Regions from separate parts of the Ovis aries genome. Here region 2 is linked to region 1. The links are chromatin contacts, called in public Hi-C maps. All regions are on one chromosome and are shown on one strand. The core of a region is the stretch at or near the end of the contact, and the rest is flanking DNA. Distances in the headings are between cores, read along the strand shown. Region 1 overlaps PALM2AKAP2 (PALM2 and AKAP2 fusion). Region 2 overlaps PALM2AKAP2 (PALM2 and AKAP2 fusion).

Region 1 (6,795 bases), core at 2,011-4,510:
GATGATTGGGACCTCTTGAGAGGTCAGTTGGAAAGTAACCAACCTGATCTTTTGGTATCTGTTTCTAGTTTTAAAAGAGTTGCAAAATTTTTATGCAGAATTTCCTAGGAAATTGCTCATTCTTACTCCATAGACATAATTATTATTTAAGATTCCAAATAAATAACAACCAGACTCATTGGATGCTTACTGTTCCGAAGATTAACTTTATAAATATTAATTTGCTTCTTTTACCAACTGTATGAGGTAGGTACTTCTACCAACATGCCAGTTTTATAGATTAGGAAACTGAGATAGAAAAACTTAAAAAAAACCAAACAAGTAACTTGCCCAAGGGTATTTTGCTGCTAAGTAATGAACTCAAACCCAAGCACACTGGCTCTAGAACTGCGTGCTGGCCACTGGGCTGTATTATTTCTCAAAGCTTCATTATAAAAGTTAATCAAAATTTTTAGAAATACATACTAAGTAGTCCAGAATTATATTGCCTGAGGTCTGAGATTGCTTCAAATATTTTCGTACAGAGGGGTGCGAGGAAGGCAGGAAGGTAGCATAGATGAAACGGGAGTGGTAAAATCTTGATAAATGTTAATATAGTTGATAAGTCCATTGGCATCATGATAGTATTCCCTGATTTTCATAATGAAAAATAGAAACCGTTTCCAGAGGATTTCAAGACCTTCAAATATTTGTACCCTTACTGTTAATATCAAAAGACTTTCTACCAATGATCTGGGTAATTGAGATCAAAGCAGTGAGTTTCATTAAGTTACTAATGTAATGGTGCCCATGTAGTAAAAATCATTTCCTACATAATTGCCAAATGGGCTGGTCATATACTATTTTTTAAACCGGTAAAGATTGATCTTCTTGCCAAATATATTTGATAGAATAGCAAAACGTTTGAGTTAGAGTGGACTTCCAAGAAGGACTTCCAAGACAGCGTCTCCCTGTATTCTCATTTCCTTGCTAGGGAAGTTGAAACTTGGAGAACCTAAGTGATCAGTCCAAAATTAAAGTGGGAATATAACATGGTTGTCCACAGCCAACCTCATGGCTGGCTCATGGGAGAGCAGAAATTAAAACCCAAGCTTCTTGAACTCTGAGGGCCTTCCCACCTCCCATCAAAGGAGCTCTGCCTGGTAAAGTCTTATAGCCACCCACATAGAGACACAGACCCCAGGCTTCACTTGTGATTCTGGCTGGCTACATCAGGCATTCTGGGGAGTAGGAGGTGGGTCAAGTGGGTCTTGAACCTCCCCTGGTCGTTTCCAAACTTTGGTGCTTAAAACAGGCCCATGTATTTTGTGTGTTTTCTCTGTGTTCCTTGTTTACAGCCCCTGTGTCTCCCACAGGGGGCATAGTTGGGAACATCATGACTGTTGAACCTGAAGCTACTTCTCAGAGGTGTGTTTGGGCTCTGGCAATAAAACCCACTCCTACCTGGGCCAGAAGTCCGGGCAAGGCTTTTCCCGAGAGGGTGGGATGCGGGCAGTCTTAGTGGCAGTGCCTGACGTCACCACACCACTGTGACTGTGGCCCTGATCTCATCCTGCGAATTCCTGTTTGGCATCTCAAAAGCTGAAACCTCACCTTTCCCAAGTCTGTCACACCCCTTTCCTACAACACTGAACCTGCGGTTGTTGGCATTCATTCCTAAGATCTGGGAACTCAAACCTAAATGCTTTCAAGACCATGACAGGTAAGGTAAAAAGTGAAGCCGGCAGATTGATGTAAGACCAGGAAGAACAGGCTTAGTTCTCACTCAGGGATTTTACAACCCCTGCTGTCCATACAAAAATCTCGGGCTGCTCGTCTGACCATCGGTGACCTCTGATAGAAGAGAAAGAGCCTGGGAAGGAAACCAGGAGACCTGGTTACCATCGCCAGCCTCCTGGTGACTCAGCAGAGCCTTCTCTTTGCAGAGCCTCAGTTTTCCTTATCTGTAAGAAATGGGTCTTTAAGATTCGAATAGAATACATGTCCCCCAAAACAACCAGAGCCAGTGTCTGTCTATCTGTCTGTCTGTCTGTCTGCCTGACATATATTTGTGAAATGCTTGACAGGTCTAGGTCTCTTTGGCCTAACTGACTTTAGAACCAGTTTCCTTGAGGTCTTTGTTGGATGCATTTGTGACATTAATCCTTAAGCACTTGGATCCTTGTAATAAAATGATCTGCACTTAACCATCGTTCTGGTACCACGCTCTATGTCACAGGTTGCTTTTTTGCCAGCGTTCTCTTCTTTCCGAAAGCCGTCATGAGCAGACAAGCTTATTAGAAAGGGTGTTCTCTTCGTGTTGTTTGTTTCAGGGAAAATAGAGAAAGTCAAACCTCCTCCATCCCCCACACCTGAAGGTCCCAGCTTGCAGCCTGACTTAGCCCCCGAAGAGGCTGCCGGATCACAGCGGCCCAAGAATCTGATGCAGACCCTCATGGAAGACTATGAGACACACAAATCTAAAAGGCGCGAGAGAATGGATGATAGTAGTGTAAGTTTCTCCTCCTTTCCTCTTTCCTGCATCCAGGGGTGAACGTCGGCGTGGTGTATGGTACCGTGGATCAGGCTCTGATGTGTGTGTGGCTGTCTGGCCAGCATCATGGTGCCAGCACCAATTTTCAGATGTGTGGTTTTAACATGCCTGGAGTTGGGTTGGGGTTTGTCTTATTCCTCAGAAACATTGATCATGCCAAGAGTGGGTCTTTTTACTGCCAAGTTCTGGTCTGAATCTACTGGCACAGCTTGTACATGAGCTATGGGATGTGTAGAAAGATACCACGCAGGGGGAACACAGAAAGAAGGACATAAGCCCTCGAAATCACCCACAGACACCAGGGAGCTGACCACAGCCATTGCTCGCCTGCTCTGTATAGATCTTATTTCTCTAGGCAGGAGTCCCCAACCTCTGGGATCTAATGAGTGATGATCTGAGATGGAGTTAATGTAATAATAATCGAAATAAAGTACACAATAAATGTAATACACTTGAATCATCCTGAAACCATCCCCCCAGCCCGACCCTGGTCCATGGAAAAAGTGTCTTCTGTGAAGCTGGTCCCTGGTGCCAAAAAGGTCAGGCATGGTGCAGGGAACTATGACAAGGCTGATCCTTCAGTGTCTGCTCCGGGCAATCCCTATAAATGGTACATAGTGCTCAGAAGACTCAATATGTTTTGGGCTGTTACCAAGCCCGTGTGTACAGTTTGTCAGGAAAGAGCTTTTTAAAATGACAGTTAAAAACCACACAGCTACCCTGCTACCCTTAACTCTGAAAACTTTGCATGTGATGTTCCCATCAACCGCGAAGGAAGTCGTCAGCTCTGTGGGTTCTTTCTCTAGTAAGGGACTTAAGAGCCCTTGTTCCCCACAGCCTGCACAGCCAGGAGCCTGGGGATCAGCCTCAGGGGTCCATGTCAACTTCCTCGGAGTCTGCTGGCTTCTGTCTCTTAGCATTTATTGAGGTAACCACCTCCTCCCCTGAAATAGCTCAGGTTGGTTGAGGATATGCCCCAGTTGACCCAGGACAGTCCTGGTTTCTGCCTCTTATCCTCGTGTAATTATTAATAGCATCCCCTTTCCCTCTTAAAAGTGCCCCAGTTTGGATGATAAATTCTTTGCTCACCTTAAACTTGAACACGATGGGGCTCACAGTAGGAGTTCCATGCTGATTAACTGCCTTTCATATTCTAGGTGGCTGAGTGAAAGGATTTCTGGGGTTGAAGCCAGATACTGAACATTTTAGTGGTAAAGAAAGAAAGTGAACGTGCCTGTGGCAGCCGAATGACCCACTTGGTGTCTCTCAGCCTCCTCTTACCTGGGCTTGTACCTCAGTTGCTTGGAAAGCTAACCCAGCTCCTCTGTGGGGCTGGAATATTTCTGGGCTGTTCCCTGTATTGTACAGTGGAATGGGCCTGGCCCTTGTTGGCTGCTGCTGAGGTTTCCACCACTAGGGCTCCTTCTCTGAGCCTGTAAGACCCTTTCTGCCCTTCTTTGAGCCCTCCTTAAAATTACGGAGTTAACCTTTAGGTATTTTCTGGAGCCTGTGACCGTCTTGAAGCTTAGGGCTGTATGTACGATTTCACACTGTATATCGGCAGCCTTGGTGGAAGTTGGCTGGGATGTGGGGATACGGAGGAACTAAGGGATCACTTTGCATGTGACCCAGACAAGTGATTTTGAAGCACCCTCTCTGTATCTCTTGTGCATGCCTTTTGTGTTGAAGGGCAGGTGTCAGGGGAAAACACCATAACTGGAAGTAAAGAGCCTGCTCGCGCTCATGTCATAGGCAGAGACGAACAGACACTTAGGCAGCCACCTGACGTATACCACTCAGGTTGGATTTCCCCCTTTGCATGAAGGAAGCTGCTTGGAATCAGCCTTTTAACACTGGTTGCCCTTTACTTACACACTCCTGTCTCTGGTTTGTTTGTTTGTTTGTTTGTTTGTTTTTTCAAGTATATCAGCATTTTAGAAAAGGAAGAAACCTACTAAGCAAACTGTTCATATTCCCAGATCTCAAAGTCAAGGCCAAGTGCTCTGCACTGTCTTTGATACTGCAAGAGAACCAAGTTTTTCGCTGGTGAAAGTTCTTAGGGTTAGAAAAAAAATCTATCCAACCTACTGGATCTCTTTTAAGAGACCCAAATCTGGAAGGAACAAAAGAACAGTATACTACAATTGCTTCTAAAGCAAATGAATGATCATCAGCGAGATTTCATCTCAGAGCCACCTGTTAACCTGTCTTCGTCCTTTTGATTCAGGGAATCTTTCTATTGTGTTACCATCAATCACTGCAGAATATGTTGAAGTTTACCTGTAGGAATGAACAAGCCTTCATCTCTTTTCCTAGCTGATCTGTGGCCCTTCTTTAATTGTCTCTCATACCAAAATATTAACCATAGGGAGCAGATGGATGGCTTGAAGCCCGAATTTTGTCACTGGCTTCCCTGCCCCAGAAGCTGGTAATTATTTTCTCCTTGCTCCATCCACATACATGATCCTTGGGGTAAGATGTGGCTTCTTAGCTCCTCCAGCTTCTATCATCCTAACTGATCTGGGGCCATTGTGACTCAGCACTTGGGCCTGCCACCATTTCTTCCCCAAAGCCACTCGGCAGCTATGAGTCGCTCACATGTGATCAGGACCCAACCACGTGTTCACCCTTAGGAAGTAGCAAGCTCTTTCTGAACTGAATGAAGAGAATTCTTACATACTGTACTTCCCAAGGAGAAGGCAGGCTTAAAAACAAAATTGGAATGTGTGCGTGGTGATGCGCTAGGTACAATGATGTTAATGAGGGTGGGAGGAGAGAAGAAAGAGAAGACAAGTGTAGCTGTCCCTGGAGTTTGCATGAGTAGTTTCTGCTAACCTATCTGGGGAAAAAAAACTGATCCTTACCATCAAAACAGGTATAGCAACCCTCCACCCCAGAGTAGCGCTGGCATCTGGAGACCTGTCTGTAGTTCAGGACCTTCCATTTCCCCACTTGATAAGATATCATATGCGGGATAGGAGGGAAGCCTCTGGCTCAAGGAGTCCCTGGCAGGTGGTGGCACTGAGGCAGCTGCACAGTACATAGTGCTCTTTTTCATACTCTTCAGCTAGCCTCCCTCCTGCTGGAACCACAGTGAGGGCTCAGAGAATGACAGAAGGTGAAATATGAGATCACGAATCTCTCTCTGGGCACATCTGCCCAGGAGTCACTGTTTTGGTGATGTGAAAGTCATCTGTGGAGGTTTTGCTTCATTTTGCAGTTGGGGATGAAATCAGTGACAAGGAACCAGCACAAACCCTCTTCTGAAAAAATGACCCTCAGATGGCCATCCTTGTTCCCCAGCTCAAACCTGGGGCACGTTAACGCTTCAGTCGCAACGGTCTTCATCCGCCTGGGCTGGGGCCTTCTGCTTGGTGTGGTCACTGATGAGTGTCACCATGCTTCAGGTTCAGCCAGGCTGTACCTCTTAGTGGCCCCCTTGGCTAATTTAGGGGTAGGAGGATTGCTAACCCCAACCCTACCCACTTACCTTGGGCTGTTTACCAGCCTGTAAGGACTCTTGTGAGAATTAGGAAAAGGCACGCTTTTCCGAAACTGTGAGGAGGCAGTCCTAGTCGGCTGCGCAGCTGGGGAGGAGACCGGGGCACTGAGCTCAGCCTCATCCATCCCCCACCTGGTATTTCTGTGCAGAGCAGCCGTCCTGCTCGAAGTATAGGTTTCTCTTATCTGGAAATGTCATCTTACATGGAGATGTCCCCTTATCTGGGCCTGATGCTGTGTCTGGTCAGTCATGCAACTCATAAGGTCCTAATGAATCATCATTTCCCATAGGGTTTCTTGGTACCTTGCAAAGGAAGGATATTGAGGCAACACTGTTTTTCTGGCCAGTTTTTCCTCCAGCCTGACCTGAGTCTTGGAAGGCTATGAGTTCTTGAGTCAGGAGTGCTCTTGAACTTGTTGGGTAGACTTGCTTTCCCTTTCTCAGTGAAAGGGATGCTATACTGAGTCCAAAGTATAGCCTCCTGGGCTTTTAGCCCCATCCTCAGGCCTCTCACAGAATCTACCCTTGGTGGGTTTTCCTGTGTTCTCTTTCTTTCTCCTTTGCCCCCAAGGTAGTTACTGAGAGGGCTTTCAGCCTTTCCTGCCTGTCTTGGAATAAGAGAAGGCCTCTTTGATTCCTGGGTTAAACCAAGGTCTCTTTGATTCCTGGGTTAATTCCTGGGCTAGAAGTCACTACTTTTCCAAGAATTCCTGACACACACTTCCTTCCAGACCAAGACATCTTTGGCGAATTCTAGCTG
Region 2 (6,795 bases), core at 1,533-4,032, 240 kb before region 1:
CCTGTTAGTGTCCTTTTGTCTTTCTCCTCTTACAGTTCAGAGCTTGTCCTTCTGTGGATTTTGTTTCTCTCTAGCCAGTAGCAGAACCTTAATGGGAGGGATGTGATTGGAACAGTAGGGCTCTTTCATTATAAAGTCAATTGGGCCATCTCCTCATTTTAACCTTACTGCCTCATCATAGATCCTGCTGGTCTCTCCCCATACATGTACAGTGCCACTGGCTGACTTGGAGATCCAAGGATGCACGTGACCAATTCACTCTGGGAGGAACTCCCTGTCCAGGGGGATCCCAGCCAAACTCTTACCCTGGTCCAGAGGAGAGAACGTGGGGGAGAAGGGTGCATGGGGGTGCAAGCCTGCACTCAATGCCACGGGTACCCAGGAGCTCCTTTGTGCAAGTCCTTAGGATGAGTGCTGGGGTTCCTAAGATAACAGTGGACTGGCGTTTGCACTTGGAATTTCATAGTCGTGCTTGACCTCGTGAGCCAGGTATCGCTCCTGGCTCTGGTTGTTGAGTGATCAGATGTACAGATGAGAGCTGCTCCTTAAGCAAAGGGCTAAGGACCCCCATGTGCTGGAGAGTATGCTGAGCCAGCCTCAGCCTCAGGGTGGGGACTCTGGGAGAATACCCTGCAGGGCCTTACTGCTGCTTTCCAAAAGTGGGAAGAGCCAGGGGCCTCAGGGTCCATGTCAACGCAGTGACGGGCCTTCAGGGTAGGGAGGACATGGGTTTTGGGAAGGGCTGGCTGTATTGGACCATAGGGTCACTGTTTAGGTTGTTCATCACTCGACTTTGGGGATACCTACCATAGCCCACTGATGATGTCAGTGGGCTTATGTGACGTGACTCCTATAAAAATGAGATGATTCAAAGACTCCCAGCCACTGCCTCCTGAAGGCTGGAACCTCAGGATCTTCTTAGCCAGAATTTCTCCCTGTTATAGAGCAGCTAACAAGGTAGGTTCACAGGCTTTGGATGGAGACTTCTGCATATACCACTAAGGGCAAGCACACTGTTCCTTGGAGAGCAAAGGAACAAAGCATTGAGAGTAATGGACATTTTAATGTTAATATGCTGAGCTTTCTGTTCTCAAGTACACAGCAGCAATTTCCTCCCAGATAGATATTCTCACACTACTCAGTTGATGGAATATGACTTTACCCGCCACTAGATGGCGCCCCATGTGCGTATAAGCCTCTCCTACATTAAGACCTTGAGTTAGTTGTGATGCAAAGAGCCGACTCATTGGAACAGACCCTGATGCTGGGAAGGTTTGAAGACAAACGGAGATGAGGGCGGCAGTGGATGAGATGGTTAGATAGCATCACTGGCTCAATGGACATGAATCTGAGCAAACTCCGGGAGACAGTGAAGGACAGGGAAGGCTGGTGTGCAGCAGTCCAGCGGGTCTCAGAGAGCTGGACATGACATTAATTCCCAAACACACTACCTCAGTTGGTGGAATATGACTTCACCCGCCACTAGACGGCGCCCCATGTGCTTATAAGCCTCTCCTACGTTGAGAACTTGAGTTATATTTTCCAGAGTTTTAAAAACATGTACACACACACACACACGAATTTTAACACAATTATCAATTATTTAATTTTCCTTTTAGCATTCAAATGATGGGTTTATTCACATTCTCTGGAAATTTGGTTTAATGTAAAGAATCTATGGGTATTCTTGAATGCTATGGACCACAAATCATGATTCAGAGGATGCATTGAATTTATTCCATTAAATAGTAGTTTTGGTCTGTCTTGTAAAGTAGTGCATGTGGTGTTTAACATAATAGTATTTAAATTCAATTTTTTTAAGACACCAGAGGAGAAAGTGAGAACACAAATTAAATAATACTTACTCGATGGCAGGCAATGTTCTAAGATGTTTTAAATATTAACTCATTTAATTTTCAGAGCTTAGAAATAGCTCTTCCGTATACATCACTATGGGCTTCCCTTGTGGCTCAGCTGGTAAAGAATCCACCTGCAGTGTAGTTGACCTGAGTTCAGTCCCTGGGTTGGAAAGATCCCCTGGAGAAGGGAACAGCTGGCTGCGCACTCCAGTATTCTGGCCTCGAGAATTTCATGGGTCGCAAAGAATCGGACATGATTGAGCGACTTTCACACTTTCCGCTATACATCATTATAACCGTCTGATAGACGAGGAAATGGAGACTAAGATAAGTAGGAGATTCCCCATTGTTTTAGCCAGTAAATGTCAGACTAATCTGATTCCTCCTGATCTGGGCTCCTTTACGGTACTTTCTGGGCTTCCTTGGAGACTCAGATGGTAAAGAATCTGGCTGCAGTGTGGAAGACCTGGGTTCAGTCCCTGGGTTGGGAAAATCCTGGAGAAGGGCATGGCAACGCACTCCAGTATTCTTGCCTAGAGAATTCCATGGACAGAGGAGCCTGGCAGGCTACAGTCCTGGGGCCACAAAGAGTTGGACACAACTGAGTGACTCCATGGTGCATTCTCCTGCTTCCCCCTGGTCCAGACAATCAGGAGAGGCTTCACAGAAGCCAGGTGGTGGCATGAGAGGTATCTGAATTCTGACAGAACAGTCCCTAACTGCTGTGAGAGGACTTTGTAACCTGTAAGACCTTACACACATATCATCTGGGGGGACAATTTGGGGTTTTGTGGGCATATGAGAACTCTCATATGTGAAGCCTGTGGTCCTTCCCTCATTCACACAAAAAACATTTCCTTGCCGCTGTGTGAGAGCTCCCACACTGAGATGCCTGTACTGTTTCATCACTGAGTCTGGTCTACCCTGAGCTCTCTTTTCAGCTGAATGTTGAGTGAGATTTCCTGTGCTTTCAGCAGGTGATTCTGGCTTAGCCTCAGGATCCAGAAATAATAGACTGTGGCAGGCCAACTCCAGGGGTAGGACCACAGCCTGAACAGAGAGATGGCCCATGCCAGTTCTATATAAGCCAAACCACCAAGATGAGGCAGGGTTTTTTTTTTAATTATCATTTTGGAGCACAAAGTACTGTTTCTGAGTTTCCATTTCAAGTGGCAAATCAGATTGTCCCTTTGACAGAGGCTTCAATTAAAACCCAGGTCTCCACATCAGCTTTAAAGGGCATTCTTCTTTGGACCTGATGCAAGTCTTGCTTCTAAGAGCTTCGCTATTTTGGCTTACATAATGCTTTATGACCCTGACTCTGATCCCTGCATGTGATTCATTTTGTATCTGGAAGTTCTCATGGGCAGACTCTTGGTATAAGAAAGATCCTGTTCGCCTTGGGGATTTGAAAGCTCAGAAATGTATATCCTTCTCCTTTGATGTCTCAAGATACTAGCTGTTGTAAAACAGAATCAGGGCTGATAGGTCTATTGGAATAAAGTTCATCAGAGAAAATATTTACAAGTTTATTTTGGTTCTGAACGTTTTTGTCCCAGAATCCTATAATAAATGTGGTGTATGTGGCTTTCCTTACCTTCTGCAGTGCCTGTGTGGGACATGGGTCCACTCAGCTGCCTTAAGTAGGGTTTCCTAGAGCTCAGGCCAGCTGAGTTCATCCACCAAGGCCATTCTCTATCTGCCCAGCCTCCAGGCCACCAGGAGGCACCTTGAGTCAGGACCACAGGGGATGTAGCTGCTTCTCAAAACCAGATATACCACTGGAAAGGGGCCCCACCCGGCCTTCTCCCTGGAATTTTTTTTTTAAATTTTATTTTTAACTGGAGGATAATTACTTTACAATATTGTGATGATTTCTGCCATACATCAACATGAATCAGCCATAGGTATACATGCTGTGCTTAGTCACTCGGTCATGTCCAACTCTGTGATCCCATGGAGGGTAGCCCACCAGGCTCCTCTGTCCATGGGGATTCTCCAGGCAAGGATACTGGAGTGGGTTGCCATGCCCTTCTCCAGGGGATCTTCCCAACCCAGGGATTGAACTCAAGTCTCCCATATCACAGACGGATTGTTTACCAGCTGAGCTACCCGAGAAGCCCATAGGTATACATACATAAAGACAGAATGTCTCTGTTGTACGTGTAGGATGGAAAAATAACAGGGATATGCTAGAAGGACTCTGTGAACGTGCCAAGGAAACACCGATAGTGCAGGGCCACGATGTGCTGACATCCCCTACAGGACACTCCAGGAGGACCTGGTGCTTGGTGTTGACTCAGCCTCTCTGCTGTAGGGGAGAGGGGAGCCTCAGAATTTGCTGTGATGATTATTAGTCTGTAACTCCAGGCCCTTTCCGGCTGCTGAGCATTGGGTGGGAGGGCAGTACACAGCTCATCAGGCCCAGGACTGGTTTTCCTTGTAGAACTCATTGATTTGAGACCATCTCAGTCCTTGGAACACTTTTAATTAGGGCCTGAAGACAGGGGGTTCAGACTCACGCCTTGACTGTCACTTTACCATGGACCGTCAAAGGGGGTACAGATGGCTGCTGCTGTGTTGCCTCCCTTATCCCAAGAAGATGTCCCTCCCTTGCTTCCCTTGTAGTTCAGCTGGTAAAGAATCTGCCTGCAATGTGGGAGACCTGCGTTTGATGCCTGGATTGGGAAGATCCCCTGGAGAAGGGAAAGGTACCCAGTCCAGTATTCTGGCCTGGAGAATTACAGTCCATGGGGTCACAAAGAGTCGGACATGACTGAGCAGCTTTCACTAGTACTGCTAACAGTCAGGCAGTTGCTGGAAGGTACCAGAGAGGGAGGTGGGCAAGAAGGGAAAGCCCATGCTCTTGCTAACCCCTCGTAGTCTCTAGGCCCTAGGCTTCCTCAAGCCGCTTTGGCTCATAGTCTCAGAGTTGAATGTTGCTCCTTTTTTTTTTTTTTTTTCAGCCCAGCCTGTGGGGCCACACTCATGCAGAAAGGTTGACTTAAGACATCCTCAGTGTCATTATAGCATCAGTATCAATCAGTGGAACCCTTTTTCGCTTCTCAGAACAGTCCACGCCAAGCACAGCCTTCTCATCTCTTGCCTGGATTAATCCTTGTTGATCTTTCTGTTTTCATTCTGTCCCTCTGCCCTCCATCCACTTCTGTCCTTCACACAGCTGCCAGTGTGGTCTTTCTGGAATATGGCTGATAGGGTCACTCCCTTGAAACAGACCAATAAGAAAATGGTTTCCTGTTGCCTTTAGGACCGAATCTAAACTCCTGAGTCTGGCATTCGAGAGCCGTCGCATCTGAACCCTCCTCTCCCCATCACTGAACCCTCCTCTTCCCATCACTGGCTCCCACTGTGTTCACAGGAACACACTCAGAACACACTCATGAACACACTCAGAAGAGTCTGGTCCTACAGAGATGCTTACACCTCCTTGCCCATTTCTGCCTCAGAGCATCTGTTCCTGCTTAGAACAAATCAAGCCAATCAGGAAGCTCCTCCACTTGGGCTGTGCCTGGCTGATTGTTTCCCACTTGGACGCTTCCTGCCAGAGCTTCTTGGGATAAGGGAGGCAACACGGCAGCAGCCATCTGTACCCTCTTTGATGGTCCATGGTAAAGTGACATGGTAAAGTGTCACCTGGCCCATCATTCCCTCTAAAGACCTGTCTGCCTTGATCATTTTTTCCTCATCCTTCTAGATCCCACTGAAATGTCCCAAACTCCTGGAATCCTGCCCCGCCTGCTCCTTAGGCAGGGTTAGTCAAGCTCTCTTCTTTGCATCCCCAACAAGCCCTGGCCAGGCCCCCTTAGAGCTCCACAGAGAGCTAACTGGTAAATGTTTATACACCTGCCTTCTCCATCAGTTGATGAACTTCTCAAAGGTAGAGACTGGGAAGCTACCACTGTACTAGTTCAACACATGCTTGAAGCAGTCAATCAAAGACCAGTCTAGTTCAGCATCTCTCGGTAAGCCAGGGAGACCCAATACCACCTGGGCCAGAAACTGCCCCTCTTTTCTTTGTAGGCATCTTCCTCCCAGCCAAGTACCTGATCTCTGAGCCTCATATATACCTCAACCCAAAGCCACCAGTGTGGCCCTGGGCTCCGGAGAGGAAGGGGCAGGGCCCCATGGTTGCGCCTCTGAGAACAGGCCAGCCAACAATGGCAGGAAGTGTCCAAGTGGGAAACAATCAGCCAGGCACAGCCCAAGTGGAGGAGCTTCCTGATTGGCTTGATTTGTTCTGAGCAGGAACTCTTAGAATAACTTTGGAATTATCCCAGTGGGATGACAAATTTCTCCACTGAGGAGGAGCTGTCACCTGGTAATGTCAAGCATGGAAAACATGATTGGAAAAAAAACAAAACCTAAGAGAAAGATCCCTTTAGGAAGATCCGTTTGGGTTTAGCAGGCCACCCCCCACCTCCCAGCTCCTGCCATGACATCCCAGGGCAGTCTCCTCTGGAGTCTCCTCTCTGGGCGCAGTTCGCGGACACCTGTGCCTTCGGATGGAAACAGTCCTCCCTCTAGAGTTCAAAGGCCAGAGGCGCTAATGTTCTTGGGTACCCTGTCGGTGGCTCATGGAAGCCTCACGTTGTCAGTGGCTGCAGGCAGTAATGCCCCCTCTCAGAACCACATTCCTGCGGGAGACAGTGATTGAGCACCAGCTGTGCATGGCATTGCAGGCGCTGCAAGAGGGTGTAGCAAGACACCAGCTGCTGTTTCCACTCTCACAGCACAGTGATTGCCAAACTGCATTCTGTGGAAAGGCCACCCCAGGCAAGGATGGGCTGAGAGGAGGTGGAAGGGCTCCCCCGTCAGCTCATGCCTCAATCAGGACAGCTCTCCCTGATCAAAGTGTTGGAAAAGAAAATTCTAGCAGAAAGAGGAAACCAGAAATCTTTGGGGGTAGGGGTGGTTT

Evidence for each region. A called contact is a pair of places that touch in the nucleus more often than the background predicts.
Region 2: a contact with region 1 is called in a Hi-C map of mesenteric adipose tissue, with 4 times the contacts expected there. The contact joins two enhancer-like sites. A contact is called at or near these places in 11 of 16 Hi-C or Micro-C datasets (blood, hypothalamus, liver and 6 more).

The regions. Positions count from the first base shown.
Region 1 is chr2:13,178,881-13,185,675 of ARS-UI_Ramb_v3.0, reverse strand. It overlaps PALM2AKAP2 (PALM2 and AKAP2 fusion), which reads left to right. Exons shown (of 10, transcript XM_027964123.2): 9 at 2,313-2,491. Among named protein-coding and RNA genes, the nearest start is that of C2H9orf152, 40 kb to the right of the region's middle. Within about 2 kb of position 3,260, at least 1 of the 54 cell types and tissues checked has an H3K27ac peak or open chromatin away from gene starts, as enhancers often do.
Region 2 is chr2:13,419,493-13,426,287 of ARS-UI_Ramb_v3.0, reverse strand. The region is part of intron 4 of PALM2AKAP2 (PALM2 and AKAP2 fusion); the gene reads left to right. Among named protein-coding and RNA genes, the nearest start is that of PALM2AKAP2, 260 kb to the left of the region's middle. Within about 2 kb of position 2,782, at least 4 of the 54 cell types and tissues checked have an H3K27ac peak or open chromatin away from gene starts, as enhancers often do.